5 separate regions of the Mus musculus genome follow, and all the other regions are linked to region 5. Evidence: chromatin contacts called from public Hi-C and HiChIP or PLAC-seq data. All regions are on one chromosome and are shown on one strand. The core of a region is the stretch at or near the end of the contact, and the rest is flanking DNA. Distances in the headings are between cores, read along the strand shown.

What was found. Hi-C and Micro-C count contacts between places; a contact is called where the count stands out from the background. HiChIP or PLAC-seq counts read pairs in DNA pulled down with a chosen protein or histone mark.
Region 1: an H3K27ac HiChIP or PLAC-seq map of extraembryonic endoderm stem cells shows a contact between it and region 5. The contact joins two enhancer-like sites. A contact is called at or near these places in 2 of 15 datasets of contacts at CTCF or cohesin (the NIH/3T3 cell line and large pre-B cells), 6 of 484 Hi-C or Micro-C datasets (the N1E-115 cell line, embryonic stem cells and pro-B cells), 10 of 115 datasets of contacts at active chromatin or transcription factors (the NIH/3T3 cell line, bone marrow-derived macrophages, embryonic stem cells and 5 more) and 1 of 9 other capture datasets (embryonic stem cells).
Region 2: a contact with region 5 is called in an H3K27ac HiChIP or PLAC-seq map of extraembryonic endoderm stem cells, with 4 times the contacts expected there. The contact joins two enhancer-like sites. A contact is called at or near these places in 2 of 484 Hi-C or Micro-C datasets (B cells and embryonic stem cells) and 2 of 115 datasets of contacts at active chromatin or transcription factors (extraembryonic endoderm stem cells and pancreatic cancer cells).
Region 3: a contact with region 5 is called in a Hi-C map of the N1E-115 cell line, with 6 times the contacts expected there. The contact joins two enhancer-like sites. A contact is called at or near these places in 2 of 484 Hi-C or Micro-C datasets (the N1E-115 cell line and embryonic stem cells) and 3 of 115 datasets of contacts at active chromatin or transcription factors (embryonic stem cells, extraembryonic endoderm stem cells and stem cell-derived stembryo).
Region 4: a contact with region 5 is called in an H3K27ac HiChIP or PLAC-seq map of extraembryonic endoderm stem cells, with 6 times the contacts expected there. The contact joins the promoter of Mkrn1 here to the enhancer-like site in region 5. A contact is called at or near these places in 16 of 39 promoter capture datasets (the 3T3-L1 cell line, 3T3-L1-derived adipocytes, the C10 cell line and 11 more), 6 of 484 Hi-C or Micro-C datasets (B cells, the Ba/F3 cell line, the N1E-115 cell line and 3 more), 9 of 115 datasets of contacts at active chromatin or transcription factors (T-cell acute lymphoblastic leukemia, bone marrow-derived macrophages, embryonic stem cells and 3 more) and 3 of 9 other capture datasets (adipose tissue, embryonic stem cells and liver).

The regions. Positions count from the first base shown.
Region 1 is chr6:39,445,038-39,447,898 of GRCm38.p6, forward strand. No RefSeq gene overlaps it. Among named protein-coding and RNA genes, the nearest start is that of Gm52860, 24 kb to the right of the region's middle. Within about 2 kb of position 1,269, at least 105 of the 459 cell types and tissues checked have an H3K27ac peak or open chromatin away from gene starts, as enhancers often do. A contact at or near this core is called in bone marrow-derived macrophages, embryonic stem cells, epiblast stem cells and 1 more, where this site is marked.
Region 2 is chr6:39,370,267-39,372,966 of GRCm38.p6, forward strand. All of the region lies in intron 1 of Slc37a3 (solute carrier family 37 (glycerol-3-phosphate transporter), member 3), which reads right to left. Among named protein-coding and RNA genes, the nearest start is that of Slc37a3, 6.1 kb to the right of the region's middle. Within about 2 kb of position 1,410, at least 3 of the 459 cell types and tissues checked have an H3K27ac peak or open chromatin away from gene starts, as enhancers often do. A contact at or near this core is called in extraembryonic endoderm stem cells, where this site is marked.
Region 3 is chr6:39,340,527-39,343,248 of GRCm38.p6, forward strand. All of the region lies in intron 13 of Slc37a3 (solute carrier family 37 (glycerol-3-phosphate transporter), member 3), which reads right to left. Among named protein-coding and RNA genes, the nearest start is that of Slc37a3, 36 kb to the right of the region's middle. Within about 2 kb of position 1,450, at least 19 of the 459 cell types and tissues checked have an H3K27ac peak or open chromatin away from gene starts, as enhancers often do. A contact at or near this core is called in the N1E-115 cell line, where this site is marked.
Region 4 is chr6:39,419,057-39,421,756 of GRCm38.p6, forward strand. Mkrn1 (makorin, ring finger protein, 1) reads right to left here and starts at 1,313. Exons shown (of 8, transcript NM_018810.2): 1 at 1,043-1,313. The coding sequence starts at 1,227. Gm10244 (predicted gene 10244) reads left to right here and starts at 1,322. Exons shown (of 2, transcript NR_152168.1): 1 at 1,322-1,596; 2 at 1,684-2,238.
Region 5 is chr6:39,779,699-39,782,398 of GRCm38.p6, forward strand. No RefSeq gene overlaps it. Among named protein-coding and RNA genes, the nearest start is that of Mrps33, 30 kb to the right of the region's middle. Within about 2 kb of position 1,408, at least 194 of the 459 cell types and tissues checked have an H3K27ac peak or open chromatin away from gene starts, as enhancers often do. A contact at or near this core is called in B cells, the Ba/F3 cell line, the HPC-7 cell line and 11 more, where this site is marked.

The DNA.
Region 1 (2,861 bases), core at 19-2,518, 330 kb before region 5:
TTCCCAAGCTTGGAACTTTATCCCTGGCTGAACTCAGATAGTGGTGCTTGTTTTCAGCAAGGGATGCAGGGCATCCTTGCCACATCCTAAAAGAAGTTTGGGACCAGGTATGTTGGTGCATGCTTTTAATTTTTTTGTTTTGTTTTTTGAGACAGGGTTTCTCTGTGTAGCCCTGGCTGTCCTGGAACTCACTTTGTAGACCAGGCTGGCCTCGAACTCAGAAATCCACCTGCCTCTGCCTCCCAAGTGCTGGGATTAATTTTTAATTATAACAATTATAGCACTAGGAGGCACTGGTAGGTCAAATTTAAGGACAGCCTGATCTACATAGTGAGTTCTAGGCCAGCCAAGGACTATACAGTGGTAGTCTGTCATTTAAAAAAAAAAAAAAAAAAAAAAAAGAAAAAAGAAAGTAGAAAGCAGTGATCTGGGATTTATTCCTTTTCAATGTGATCACCGAAAATTGTGAAATGCAGCCAGGTGTGATGGCACATGCCTTTAATCCCAGTACTCAGGGAGGCAAAGATAGGTCTCTGAGCTTAAAGCCAGCCTGGGCTACAAAATCGAGTCTCAGGACAGCCAGGGCTACACAGAGAAACCCTGTACTTTAAAACCGAACCAAACCAAACCAACCAACCAACCAAAGTGAAATCATTGAAACCTTCCAAGTTCAAATTTAGCGTCTTAGAATGAGATCTAAGTTTAGATTAAGGGCTAAATAAGTGTTAGCATTCCTTTTAGGCTCTACTCCACCATACCGCACCTGTACCAAACACAGCTCCAGTCAAGTCTCCTTCCATAAGGTAGTTTGACTTTTTTTTTTTTTTTCATTGCAGCTTTGAGCAATCTCCCCTCCTGCTGGTTCCTCGCTTCGCCTGAGCTCCGTGGGAGGAATTCCAATCTCTTTGCGGTCCATTATTCCAATTGATTTCAATTCTATTGATAGTCAGATTGAGAGACTCAGGTGCCTCTTTTGAATATCTTCTTTTGTTGGGGCCGCACACCCTGAGAGGTGGTGGAAGTCTGAGTTAGACTTTAGCCTGATCTACATAGCAAGTTCCGGGACATGCAAGGACTACACAAAAAACAAAACAAAACAAAAACAAACTAAAAAGGCTTTTAACCTGAAGCCTCCACCCAGTTCCGGAGAGTAGAACAAAAAAAAAAAAAAAAAAAAAAAAAAAAGGGAGCTCCTTAATCCTCTTGAAAACAAAGGGAGCTGCGAATGATCAACTGTGCCTGGGTCACCCATAGAGACCAAGATCCGCCAGATAGTCGAGCTCTGCCGCTAACCAGACACAGCCGCGCAGAAGGGGCTTTGAGCAGAGGAACTGGGCAGTGCACGGACAGATCACAGGCGATTTCCTGGTTGAGCCAGGGAATAAGAATAGAGGGTCGGACCCTCTGTTGGCTGAGCCTGTGGAGTCACGGAGAATTATGCAAGCTTTTCGAGAGGTCCTGGGTTCAATTCTTAGCAACCACTGGGTGGCTCACAACCCTCTATAATGGGATCTGGTGCCCTCTTCTGGGGTGCGGGCATATATGTATGGGAGCACTGTGTACTATATATATTATATGAACAGGAAAAAAAAACCCATAGAACAAGTATCATGGCTCTCTCTTTTTTCTTTTCTTTTTTTTTTTTTACTTTTTCGAGACAGGGTTTCTCTGTGTAGCCCTGGCTGTCCTGGAACTCACTTTGTAGAACAGGCTAGCCTCGAACTCAGCCACGCCCGGCTCTCCCTTTTCTCTTTCTCTCTCTCTCTCTCTCTCTCTCTCTCTCTCTCTCTATATATATATATATATATATATATATATATATATACATATATATATATATATATATATATATTTTTTTTTTTTTTTTTTTTTAAGAGACAGGATCTCACTACAGCAGCCTTTAGTTAGCTGGTCTGGAACTCTCTGTAGGGACCCATCAGGCCTTGCCCTTGCCAGGGTTAGGATCAAAGGAATGTGACACCATCCCCCACCTCTGTAATTCTTAATAAAGCTTGCTCTGCACACTCCAACAAGAGCCTGTGACAAAGAAACTCAGCTATTCTCTCAGGTTGAGCTTCAGTGACCCAAAGTCCCTAGATCAGACACAACTGTTTGGAGAAGAGTCCCATCATCCTATTAAAAAAAAAAAGACCCATGTCACTGGTCACTGGAATTATTAACATGCATCATCACGCCTGGGCCTGGTCTCCGCAGTGCTGGAGATCAAACCCAGGCCTTCACGCATGCTCTGCAAGCCCATTATCAACTTAGCACAAACAAGTCACTTCATTTCAATATTTTACGAAATATTTAATAGTCCCCAAAATACTATTTTAATAGGTCTTAAATTTTTATTTATTTTTATGTGAATGCATGTTTATTTATTTATTTATTTTTATGTGTATGTGTGTTTTTTGCCTGCATGTATTGTCTGTGCACCATATGCTTCCAAGGTAGCAGCAGAGGCGAGAAGAGGACATCTGATCCCCTGGGACAGGAATTACAGACTGTTGTTACCTGTCACTTGGGTCCAGGGAACTGAATCCAAATCATCTCCCAGATCCTTTGTAAGAGTAGCCAGCACTAAACTGCTGAGTCATCTTTCTAGTCCTGCAACCCATTTCTAAAAAAAAAAAAAAAAAAAGAAAAAAGAACAATTTTATAAAAAAGAGGAAATATGGAAATGTTCTCCCTACCAGGCACCAGGCACATTTCTCCTCTTGCTGAACTAAGTTGTTGTGTAACTTTTTCTGATGTGACAAACATCTATTATCTCAGGTATCACACTGTCAAGAGACCAAAGGAACCTTTCTATCCAAGTCTGGCTTAGTTTCCTGGGGTGAGTTTCAGCAGTGTGGGTG
Region 2 (2,700 bases), core at 160-2,659, 410 kb before region 5:
CCTTGGCTGACCTGGAACTCAGTATGTGTGTGGACCAGGCTACTCTTGAACTCCTAAGAGATACATTTGCCTCTGTCTCCCAAGTGTTGTAATTAAAACTATCCACCACCATGTCCAGCTTGCTGATTTTCCCCTAAAGATACATCCTCAGGGCTTGAGAGATGGTTTAGCAGCTAAGAACACGGGCATCCACAGGTTAGCTCGCAGCCCTCTGTACTCTATTTCCAGGGAATCTGATGCCCTCTTCTCACCTACTAGGTAGCTGTACATGCAGGCAAAACATTCATACACATAAAACAAAAACTGAAAAAAATATTTATAAGGACATGTCTCACTATGTAGTCCAGGCTAGCCTCCAATTCACTATGAAGTTCAAGCTATTCTCCAACCTGCAGCAATCCTCCTGCCTTAGCCTCTTAAATACTAGGATTATAAGTAGGTACCATCACACCCCACTTATTAAAGTCAAATTTCTGTTTCTGAAGTCACAGTAACTTTAGTATTTTCTCAGTGTGAATACTGAACATATAACTATCATGTAATAGTTGACAGTGCTAAGAATTGGCTTTTCTTATTATTTGTGTATATATTTACTTATTGTGTGTGAGTGTGAGAATCTGAGTGTGTATGCTAAGATACATCATAGGGGTCACTTTTGGGAGTTGTCCCACCAATGTCCTCTCACTACTGATTATGGGTCCTAACCCAGGACATGAGACTTACAAAACAATCACTACTACCCAGTAGCCAGTCTGGCTTTTCTTATTTTTTAAATCACAAAATGCAGTATACACTTGTCATATCCAGTATGTTTTGGAGTATGTATAGTATACTTGTGGAATGGCTCCAAAGGGAATTAACAAATGCATTGCTTCACCAGGTGTCATTTTCTGTGAAGGGACACACTTAAAATCTAGAAGACACATTGTTATTACTCACTTAGAATCTAGGGGATTCATTGTTATTACTCCAGTTTCCATATACAATAGGATCTTGAACTTAGGCCTTTCTGAAGGAAATTTTGTATCCTTTGAACAATACCCTCAACTTTCCACGCTGTTACCTTAAAAGTAAAAAGAATACTAATAAAATAAAATGTTAAAAATAAGGTTTTGGGCCAAGTGGAGGCACACGGGCCTTTATTCCTAGTACTTGGGAGGCAGAGACAGGTGGATCTCTGAGTTCCAGGCCAGCCTGGTCTACAGAGCCAGTACTGGGACACACACACACACACACACACACACACACACAAACAGGGGTGGGGTGGGGTGGGGTGTGTGTGTGTATACTCTGCAAAAAAGAACAGAAGTACACTACGAATGCTGATACAAGATGGCTTTACCCTGCCACATAACTGAAGAGGGAGAGCCCTAAATTGTTACATTGTTACTTCTAAACTTCTACTTTATCTTTAAACATTGTCTCACTCTGTTGCCCAGGCTGGTCTGGAACTTGAAGGAACTCTGCCTCAGCAGCATTCCCCTCAGTGCTGGGGTTATATGGGTCATCCACTATTTCATTTCTATAGAGAGATTTACAACTTGTTCCAACCCAAATATAGCAAGCCTTTAAAGGTTTCTTGTGCTGAAGATGGTGAGGCAGTGCTGTAATGTCCTTACTTGGGAGAGTAGGGCAGCTGCCTACCTGAATATATACATACACACACACATCATACACACATGAGTGAATAAGTAGATAAATATGTTTTAAATAAAAATGTTCTGTACTAGTAATGCTTGAATCAAAGTCCACAGACAAGAAAAAAAAAAAAAAAAGAGGCTGGTAGGAGAGAAAACATAAAACAGTACCCACCACTCCTGCATGGTCTGCACCACTATCCAGTCCACTCTCCCACCAGGCTTTCTGGGAACCTAGAGAAAGAGAGAGCTAACTAATCCACATCCTTACAGACACTTGGCTGTCTCCCTGCCTCTCAAGAAGCCACCACTCCTGTCACAGCCTACCTGCTTCAAAAATCAATGGGTCCTGCCCACCTTGTACCCAGGGCAGCTCTCACCTATTTCCTGCCCACCTTGTACCCAGGGCAGCTCTCACCCATTTCCCTCTGAAACTCTTGCTACCCACTACCAGAACTGGCCCTCCACACTGGAAGCTGCTGTTCCACAGGCCCTTCCTCTTTGCTTTCAGAGCTTTTGAGCAACCAACCAGAAGAGGAAAGAGTCCTCTCTTTTTTTTTTGGGGGGGGGGGGATAGGGGAGGGTTGAGACAGGGTTTCTTTGTGTAGCCCTGGCTGTCCTGGAACTCACTTTGTAGACCAGGCTAGCCTTGAACTCAGAAATCCACCTGCCTCTGCCTCCCAAGTGCTGGGATTAAAGGCGTGTGCTACCACCACCCAGCAAGAGTCCCCTCTTAAGACCCTTCTTCAGTCCTGTCTTCTTCACTTGCCTTTTCCCTGTATCCCCAAGAAGCCTCACTCACTCCATGGGTGAAACTCAGGCCTGGAATCGCTCCTACCAGCATTCTAAACACCCTTGCCTTCCAGAGTGCTTGCGTTAGATACTTCACACTCCGACACTCATTTCCCCCAGCCAGGCTCCTCCCTTAGCCACACTTCCTTACCAGATTACATGCCATCTCCCCAGAGTCTTTTCTTCTCCCAGGCCTGGCCCGCTTCCTTCCCTGTATCCTCACAGCTGAATTCTGTCAGAGAAAAATCACACAACCGGGCTGACTTCAGAT
Region 3 (2,722 bases), core at 200-2,699, 440 kb before region 5:
GCTGAATAGGATTCCACTGAACACATATATCACGGTATTTTTTGTTTGTTTGTTTCTATTTTTCTTTTATTTAATTGGGTATTTATTTCATTTACATTTCCAATGCTATCCCAAAAGTCCCCCACATGCTCCCCCACCCACTCCCCTACCCACCCACTCCCACTTCTTGGCCCTGGTGTTCCCCTCTACTGAGGCATATTAAGTTTGCATGACCAATGGGCCTCTCTTTCCAGTGATGGCCGACTAGGCCATCTTCTGATACATATGCAGCTAGAGTCAAGAGTTCCGGGGTACTGGTTAGTTCATATTGTTGTTTCACCTATAGGGTTGCAGATCCATTTAGCTCCTTGGGTACTTTCTCTAGATCCTCCATTGGGGGCCCTGTGATCCATCCAATAGCTGACTATGAGCATCCACTTCTGTGTTTGCTAGGCCCCTGCCTAGTCTCACAAGAGACAGCTATATTTGGGTCCTTTCAGCAAAATCTTGCTAGTGTATGCAATGGTGTCAGCGTTTGGAAGCTGATTATGGGATGGATCCCCGGATATGGCAGTCTCTAGATGGTCCATCTTTTTGTCTCAGCTCCAAACTTTGTGTCTGTAACTCCTTCCATGGGTGTTTTGTTTCCAATTCTAAGAAGTGACAAAGTGTCCACACTTTGGTCTTCATTCTTCTTGAGTTTCATGCGTTTAGCAATATCACGGTATTTTTAATCCATTTTTCTGTTGAGTACCTGTTTCTCCTTTTTATCTACTATGAGTAATACTGTAATAAGCACCAGCATACAAATGCTAGTCCTTGTTTTCAGTCGGGGAGAAGGGGAAGTAAACTAGGTCACATAATAATTGCACAGTTAATTTTGGGGGGGGAAATACCCATATTTTCTGCACCATTTTGTTTATGTTCACATCACCATGCACAGCTCTGATTTTGCCTAAACACACAGATGTGAGGCACATGAGTGCCTGGTCCCATGGAGGTCAGAAAAGGGCACTGAGTATCTCTCCAAGCCCTATGTTCTGCTTTTTATTAAGTTGATCCTCACTAGGAATGAAGTCAGATATCAGTGTGGCTATTCTCTACTAAGGCCACTGAGAATCTTTACATGCATTTATATTAGCCATTTATATCTATTTTCTAATCAAAATTTGACCTATGTTTTCTTCTAAGAATTTCATAATTTTAGCTCTTCAAGTTAGATCTTTAATCCACTTGGAGGTCATTGATGTATGAAATAAGGATTTAATTACTTCTTTTTCATGGGGATATCTAGTCCCTCCATTCCACTGCTGAAGAGATGACTTTCCCCTGCTAAACAGTCTTGACATTGGTCCTGAAAACCACCTGAACACAGATGAGATAAGCCACATCCTTTGACCACACCATTACTGAAATGTGTGCTGGGGAAAAATGAAAGCAAAAACACTTAGTGACCTGGCCTAGGTCCTATCAGATAAACAGAGTTCAAGTCCATCTGGGTGCAGCAGTGCGCCTGGGATGGCAGCACCAGTGAGAACAGGCAGGAAGATCAAGGTCAGCCTGGATGAACAGCAGAGCAAGCTCCCTACCCACAAAACTCTCACCACCCATCACAGCTTCGGGAACATAGTAGCCTTCTAAACAGTAACTGTAACTCTACCTTTAAAAAATATTTATCATTCAAACAACCACACGGATACTTTTTGTTTGTTTTTCAAGACAGGGTTCCTCTGTGTAGCCTAGCTGTCCTGGAACTGTCCTGGAACTCAAGGGATCAGCCCCAGTGGTGGGATTAAAGGCCTAAGCCACCACCACCTAACACTGTTTTCTTACTCACTATGTGTATACCTGGGTGTTCACGCGCGCGCGCGCGCACACACACACACACACACACACACACACTGTATATGAGAAGGTCAAAGGACAACCTTCAGAATTCAGTTTTCTCATTCTACAATGTGATGGCAAATACCTTTTCCCACTGAGCTATCTCACCAGTCCTTTAAAAACATCCTGTCAACGTACAGTTTGGATAACATAAAGACACATCCACTACAAGGGCAGAGCACAATAGTTTTTAGTGGATCTGAATTGATGCAGCCCATCATTAATGCCATTTAGCAATGTTATGGCCAGCTCCATAAGCAGCCAGCCCACTGGCAGTCACTCCTGAGGCACCACAGATCCAGTCTTTTCTTTTCTTATAAATTTACCAATTTTAGACATTTCCTATGAATGAAGAAGGCACACTGTGTCTCCCATGACTGGCTTCTTTCAATAGCATATTTCTGAGGTTCCTCTATGCTGTGGTATCTTCCAAGCCTTTGTCACCTTCTAACTGATAAATAATCCTCCACTGTATGGATCGGCCACATCCTGCTTATGCATTCAGCAGCTGCTGGATGGACACTTGTGCTATTTCTACAGTAAGTGGGTAAATGTTTAAGTTTCAGTGTAGACATTTGACGCTTGGACTCGTTTCTCCTTAGTAGATAATGCAATCTCATCCAGGAATATGTGTCCAAACGCACTAATAGTCCTGCCAAGCTGGCCCAGGGGACAAGGACACTTGCCACCAGGCTTACAGTTGGGGTCTGAACACTGACATGTGTAGCCAGCGTGGTAACACAGGCCTATAATCCCAGCACGTGCAAGGTGGATCAGGAACTCAAGGGCATCCTGGACTACAGGAGAAACTGTTCTCAAGTGTACTAGTTAAATGTATTTAAAACACTCAGTATAA
Region 4 (2,700 bases), core at 63-2,562, 360 kb before region 5:
TTAATATCAACACCGAGTTGTTCATTAGGAATTGCCTTTAGCATTTGCGGTTAATAAACTGTCCTTGCCGGGTTTAAAGTGGCATTTCCTTTTAATTTTCTTAGCCGATAGAAAAGCGTATATAGTCCTTCCTGGTAGTTAAAATCTATATACTCGGGCGTGGTATCATCTCACCCCTGCACTCCCGCACTAGAGAGGCAAAAACAAGAGGATTGCCGAAAATTCTAGGGCAGTCAGACTATATAGGTCAACCGGGGCCACACAGTAGGACTGTCTCAATAAGCCCCCTCCCATCGTTAATACAAACAATCCTTCCTCCAACGTTTATAGCTGGGGAATTATTTTTTAACATACGTACTGTATAACTGTCACCTGATCATACATTTTCCCAATAATTTCGTCTCGCTTACCAAACAAGAACCAAACCTCTCTGGTCGGATCTCCTTTCTCGCAAAGAAGAACGCCTCTCAAAGGGACAGTAATAATAATGGCAGTTCATAAAACCAAGGGTGGAAGAGCCTAACGCCGGCTCCGAACGCTCGGTTCGGAGACAAAGCTCGGAACCGCCGACCACCGACTTACATACAAAGGCATACAAAAGCGGCTGCTCCCGGCGGGGCGGGGGTGAGCGGCGCAGAGAGCAGAAAAGACGTTACAAACGGATAGCCCGGCTCGGAGCCCCGGGGCCGGCCGAGCTCGCCGGGACCCTTGGAGGGTCTCAGGGCGCACCGAGGGTCGTTAGAGCCCGATTCGCATCGGCGAGCTCGCGCCGCATCCCCGAACCTGTAGCGATGGAGGCCAGGGCGGGGACACCGGTCCTCTCCGCACGCACCGGGGCGCCGCTGAGCGAGGCGAGGTGACGGGACCGCCCTGCAGTCCGAGCCCGCAGTCTGAAACCCGCAGCGATGCCGCGGCCAACCTCTGCGGAGGCTGACGCAGCGATGCTGTACGGACAGCCGCAGCGGGGACCCCGCGACGCCCGCCTCCGCCTCTTGCTCGGCCCCGCAGCCCCCGCCCTCCGCCGCGCCACGCAACGTCCTACCTGCAGGTGACCTGTTTCGTCCAGCCGCCGCCGCTGCCGTCGCTGCCGCCGCCCCCTCCTCCCGCCCCCGGGGACGGGGCAGCGACTGTGGGGATAGAGGTGAGGGAGGCCGCTGCCACCGCCGCCGCTGCCGCTCCTGCTCCTGATGTTGTGGCTGTTGTTCCGGGAGCCGCAGCCTCCGCCATTACTGTTTATCCCACACAGCAATGGCCCCGGAACTTCCGGGATCACATAGTTCCGGTCCGGCTGAGAAGGAGAAGACAGCGAAGGGAGGGGAGGGGAGGGAGGCTGAGGAGCCCGAGAGCTCTGCGCCAGTCCCGCGCCGTGTCACCGCGTCTCCGAGCGCTCAGGTCTCAGGAACTGCGGGCTCCGCAGGGCACCCGCGGCCCTCCTCCGGCGACGCTGATTGGTGATGGCTTAGGCTCCGCCCTAAAGGGGCGTGATCACACGCTTAGCCAGGTGTGCTAGGATGGTCCTGGTCCTAGCCATCCTAGCCATCAAAGGACCACATGCAAGGACCAACTTCTGCCTATGGCTGGTGGCGCACGTACAAGGTGGGGGAAGGCCTGGGGCTGTGTCTGCTCTTTATCTAGAGTGAGATCCCAACCTATTGTGTTGGGATCTGTTTCTTTCTCTCACAGGAACTGTCAGAATCCCTGCTGATGGAAGTGCCCAGGTGGGCCTGGCGGCAGACATCTTGGAATCCCACCAATGTGAAGACTTGAGTATCACAATGGCTGCAAGTTCGAGACCAGCCCAAGCTAAATAGATCCTGTCAAAGTAATAACAGTAATGTTGTAAATGAATTATGTGTGGTAGCCTGTTTGTAATACCAGCTCTTGGGAAGCTAAAGGAAAAAAGTGTTTGGTTTTATACCTGACCAGGAACTGAGGTGCATATTTTACATATCAAAGCAGACTTGACCTCCGGACTTCCCTAGCGTCCTTTTAGTCCCTATCTGGCATTCCCTGCCCCCAACCTTGAACTTTCCAGCCCAGGAGCTAGGCTGCCCTTCACCCCAGAGGCTCCTCCCTATATTTCTAGACATTTTCTCTGTCTCCTCTCTGCCTGCATGCCCTTTCTTTTTTTCTCTCTCCCTTCCTTATCCCATCCTTACCCCCGTGGCGACTCCTGAGGCCAGTGAACTAGCCTGCCTGAGAGAGCTTCCCAATAAACCTGCCTTTAATAGACTCGAATCTAGTGTGAATTGGCTCATTTCACCAACATCAGAGAAATAACCTATCAAAAAGGGTCACAGGCTTGAGGCCAGCCTGGGCTACACTGCAAGAATCTGTCAGTAAGCAGACAGCCTTCAAGGACATGCTCCCAAGTACTGGCTCCCAGCTAACTATGCCCATTCCCCTAGAGTTTCCACCATCAGGTTATATGAATCCACTGATGAGGGCAGTGCCAATCATTTCTCCAAAACTGTGTCTAAGCATAAATCACTGGAGTCCAAGACACATCACATGAACTTCTGAGGAACATTTTAGATCCAAAGTTCTCTCTCCCTCCTCAATAAAGTAAACCTGGCTGGACTTCAATGAACAGAGATCTGCCTCCCAAATATTGAATCCTGGGGTTTAAAGACTTCACCACTGTCCCCCTTTATTTTATTTTACTTTTAATCTTTAAGATTTGTTGCACAGCTGTTGGGG
Region 5 (2,700 bases), core at 158-2,657:
CCTCCCCCCTCTTCCTCTCTCCTTTTTCCCTCCCCACCCCCCACCTCTTTTCCTTTTCCTTTTCCTTGGATCTAACCCAGAGCTTTGCAAGTGTGCTGGGCCAATACTCTGCTGTTGAACTGCGGCCACAGCCCTTTTGCTCCATATCTGCCCCCACCTTATTTGGAGACAAAAATTTTGCTCTGCAGGCAACACTTGAACTCATAATCTCCCTGCTTTCCCACCATGAGCTGCCATCCATGCCTGGCTGTTTTGTTTGTTTGACTTTTGTTTGTGTTTGTTTCAATTACTTAAAAAAATGGTGTTGGGGTTGGAACTTAGGGTCTTCTGCATACTAAAAACATGCTCTACCACTGAACTATACTATACCTTCAGTTCCTTTTTGTGTTTTTAAAGAATTATTTTTTTATGTCTAGGAATATTTCACCTGCATGTTTATGTGTGCCTAGAACCCCATAGAAGTCAGATGAGGGCTTTGGATCCCCTGGAACTGAAGTTATAGATGATAGTGAGCCAATACGTGGGTGCTGGGAATCAAACATGCCCTTCAGAAGAACAGCCAGTGCTTTCAAGCTGGACCAACTGTCCAACTTGCACATATACATATGTATATACACACACATACATATACACATACATATATGTACACACACACATATATATGTATGTGTGTGTGTGTGTGTGTGTTTGTTTTTTGTTTTTCATTTTTGAGACAGGGTTTCTCTGTGTATCCCTGGAACTTGTTATTTAGATCAGGCTGGCCTTGAATTCAGAGATCTGCCTCCTGAGCTAGGATTAAAAGTATGGGCTACCATGCCTGGTTACTTTTGTATATCTAAAAAGTTTATGTGTACGATCATTTTGTGTGTCTAGACCCATGGAAGCCAGAAAAGGGCTCCAGACTTGAGTCACAGATGCTTGTGAGCGACGTCTGGACAGGAACTGGATCTGGGTTCTCTGCAAGGGCAGTGAGTGCTGTGCCCACCAGCTCCCTTTTACAAACCTATTTTTAACTTCAGAACATTATCTCCACTTGATAAGATTCAATAAAGCCTTCTATTTTTCTTTTCTTTCTTTCTTTTTTGGTATGTGTATATTTAACTTTTGTTTTTAAAATGAAATCGTATAGACAGGGTCTCGCGTTGTATGCGTGCAGCTCAGGCCGGACTTGTGGCTTGGTGATCTTCCTGCCTTAGTCTCCGGAGTGCGGGAGTTAGAGGCAGCTGGCTGGGGAACCTGCAGCCACACAGACTTATCTCTTCCTGGGTCTGGAAGGCAAAGGTAAAGATTCTTGTCGTTAAAACTGCTGCCTGTTAGGAACCAGTTGGACTGCAAATCTCAGCAGGAGCGCTTTGAGCGGCTGTCTGCTGACAGCAGGATGAGCTGCCGGTCACAGAAAGCCAGGGGGGAGGGGGTGGGGTGTTACTGGGAAATTCTCCTCCCCGGACAAATGACCTTTCACCCCCTAGTTCTCTGTGCTCCTTTTCTTCCTCTTGGTTTTCTTTCTGAGCTTCTAGAGGAGACTAAGATATCCGTGGATTTAAGGACTGATGGTATATGACTGCTTGGTGTTTGTTGTAAAAGGTTCTGTCGCTCCTTTTGCAGGGAAACCAACAGAAACTAAAGTACAATAAAGCACAAGAGGCCTGAGTACGTAACTCAGTGGTAGAGGTCCTGGCTTTGACGCACGCGCCCCCTCCCCCTCCCCATCCCCCAAACACACACACCAACCACACAGAGACAGGGAGACACTGGGTAAACACACATCGGGTGTGAGGCCAGAGGAGCTAAACTGTAGGGGAGATCTGCCTGGGAATGAATGCCTTTCCTGTAATAACCAGAAACAGCTCCTTCGGAGGAAACTGTGAGCCCCAGGGTACAGAACGAGAGTCAGCTAGCCGGGAAGCAGACACAGTGGGCTGGCTTGCTTTTTTGCTTTTGCTTTTGTTTTTTGTTTGTGTGTGAGTGTTTTTTTTTTTTTTAGGCCAATTTAAATTATTTAAGTATTTTTGTTGGCGATGCGTTCATTTGCTTTTCAGTTCCACTTATGATATGCCTTCATAATCATCCACTCTTAGAAGAAGCCTAAATGACTGGTTCAGCAGCTCCCAGCAAAACCTCGCTCTGGAACCTATGTGAAACGCAGGCGTCATGACTAAGAGGAACTACTCTTAGTCATGTTTGTTAAGAACTGGCTTTGTGAGCCCGGCCTTAGGAAGTGACCACAGATTTCACAAGTCCACACATGTGCCTGTTAGAGCATGTTTGTTAAGAGTCCTATGTAACTCCGGTTTGATTTGTACCTGAAGGGACCGAGGGTAAAATACTTAGCCGCTGGCACGCCAGACTGGTCAACAGCCTCGGCGTGGGGTTTTAGCTACTTCTCTAAGGCTGTTTTCCAGCTTGGATTTTTAAAGTCTGCAGTTGCAAGCGGCCTACCAGACATAGCATTTCTTGCCTCCTTTTTTTTTCATACGAGATAACATTTCAAGGCGGTAGAGGCGAGGCAGCCCTGAAATTCCTAGAAGATTAGGAATGTGGGGGAGATAGCATCAGTGTGACTTGGAAGTTTCTCACTTTTCCAGCCTGGGTCAGGGGACTATAGACTTTACCCCCCAGATAGCCACTAGCAGAGTGGTCAGGACCTCCTGTGTTTACATTGGCCTACGGTAGCCTCATCCTCCATCTTCAAGCCTGCCA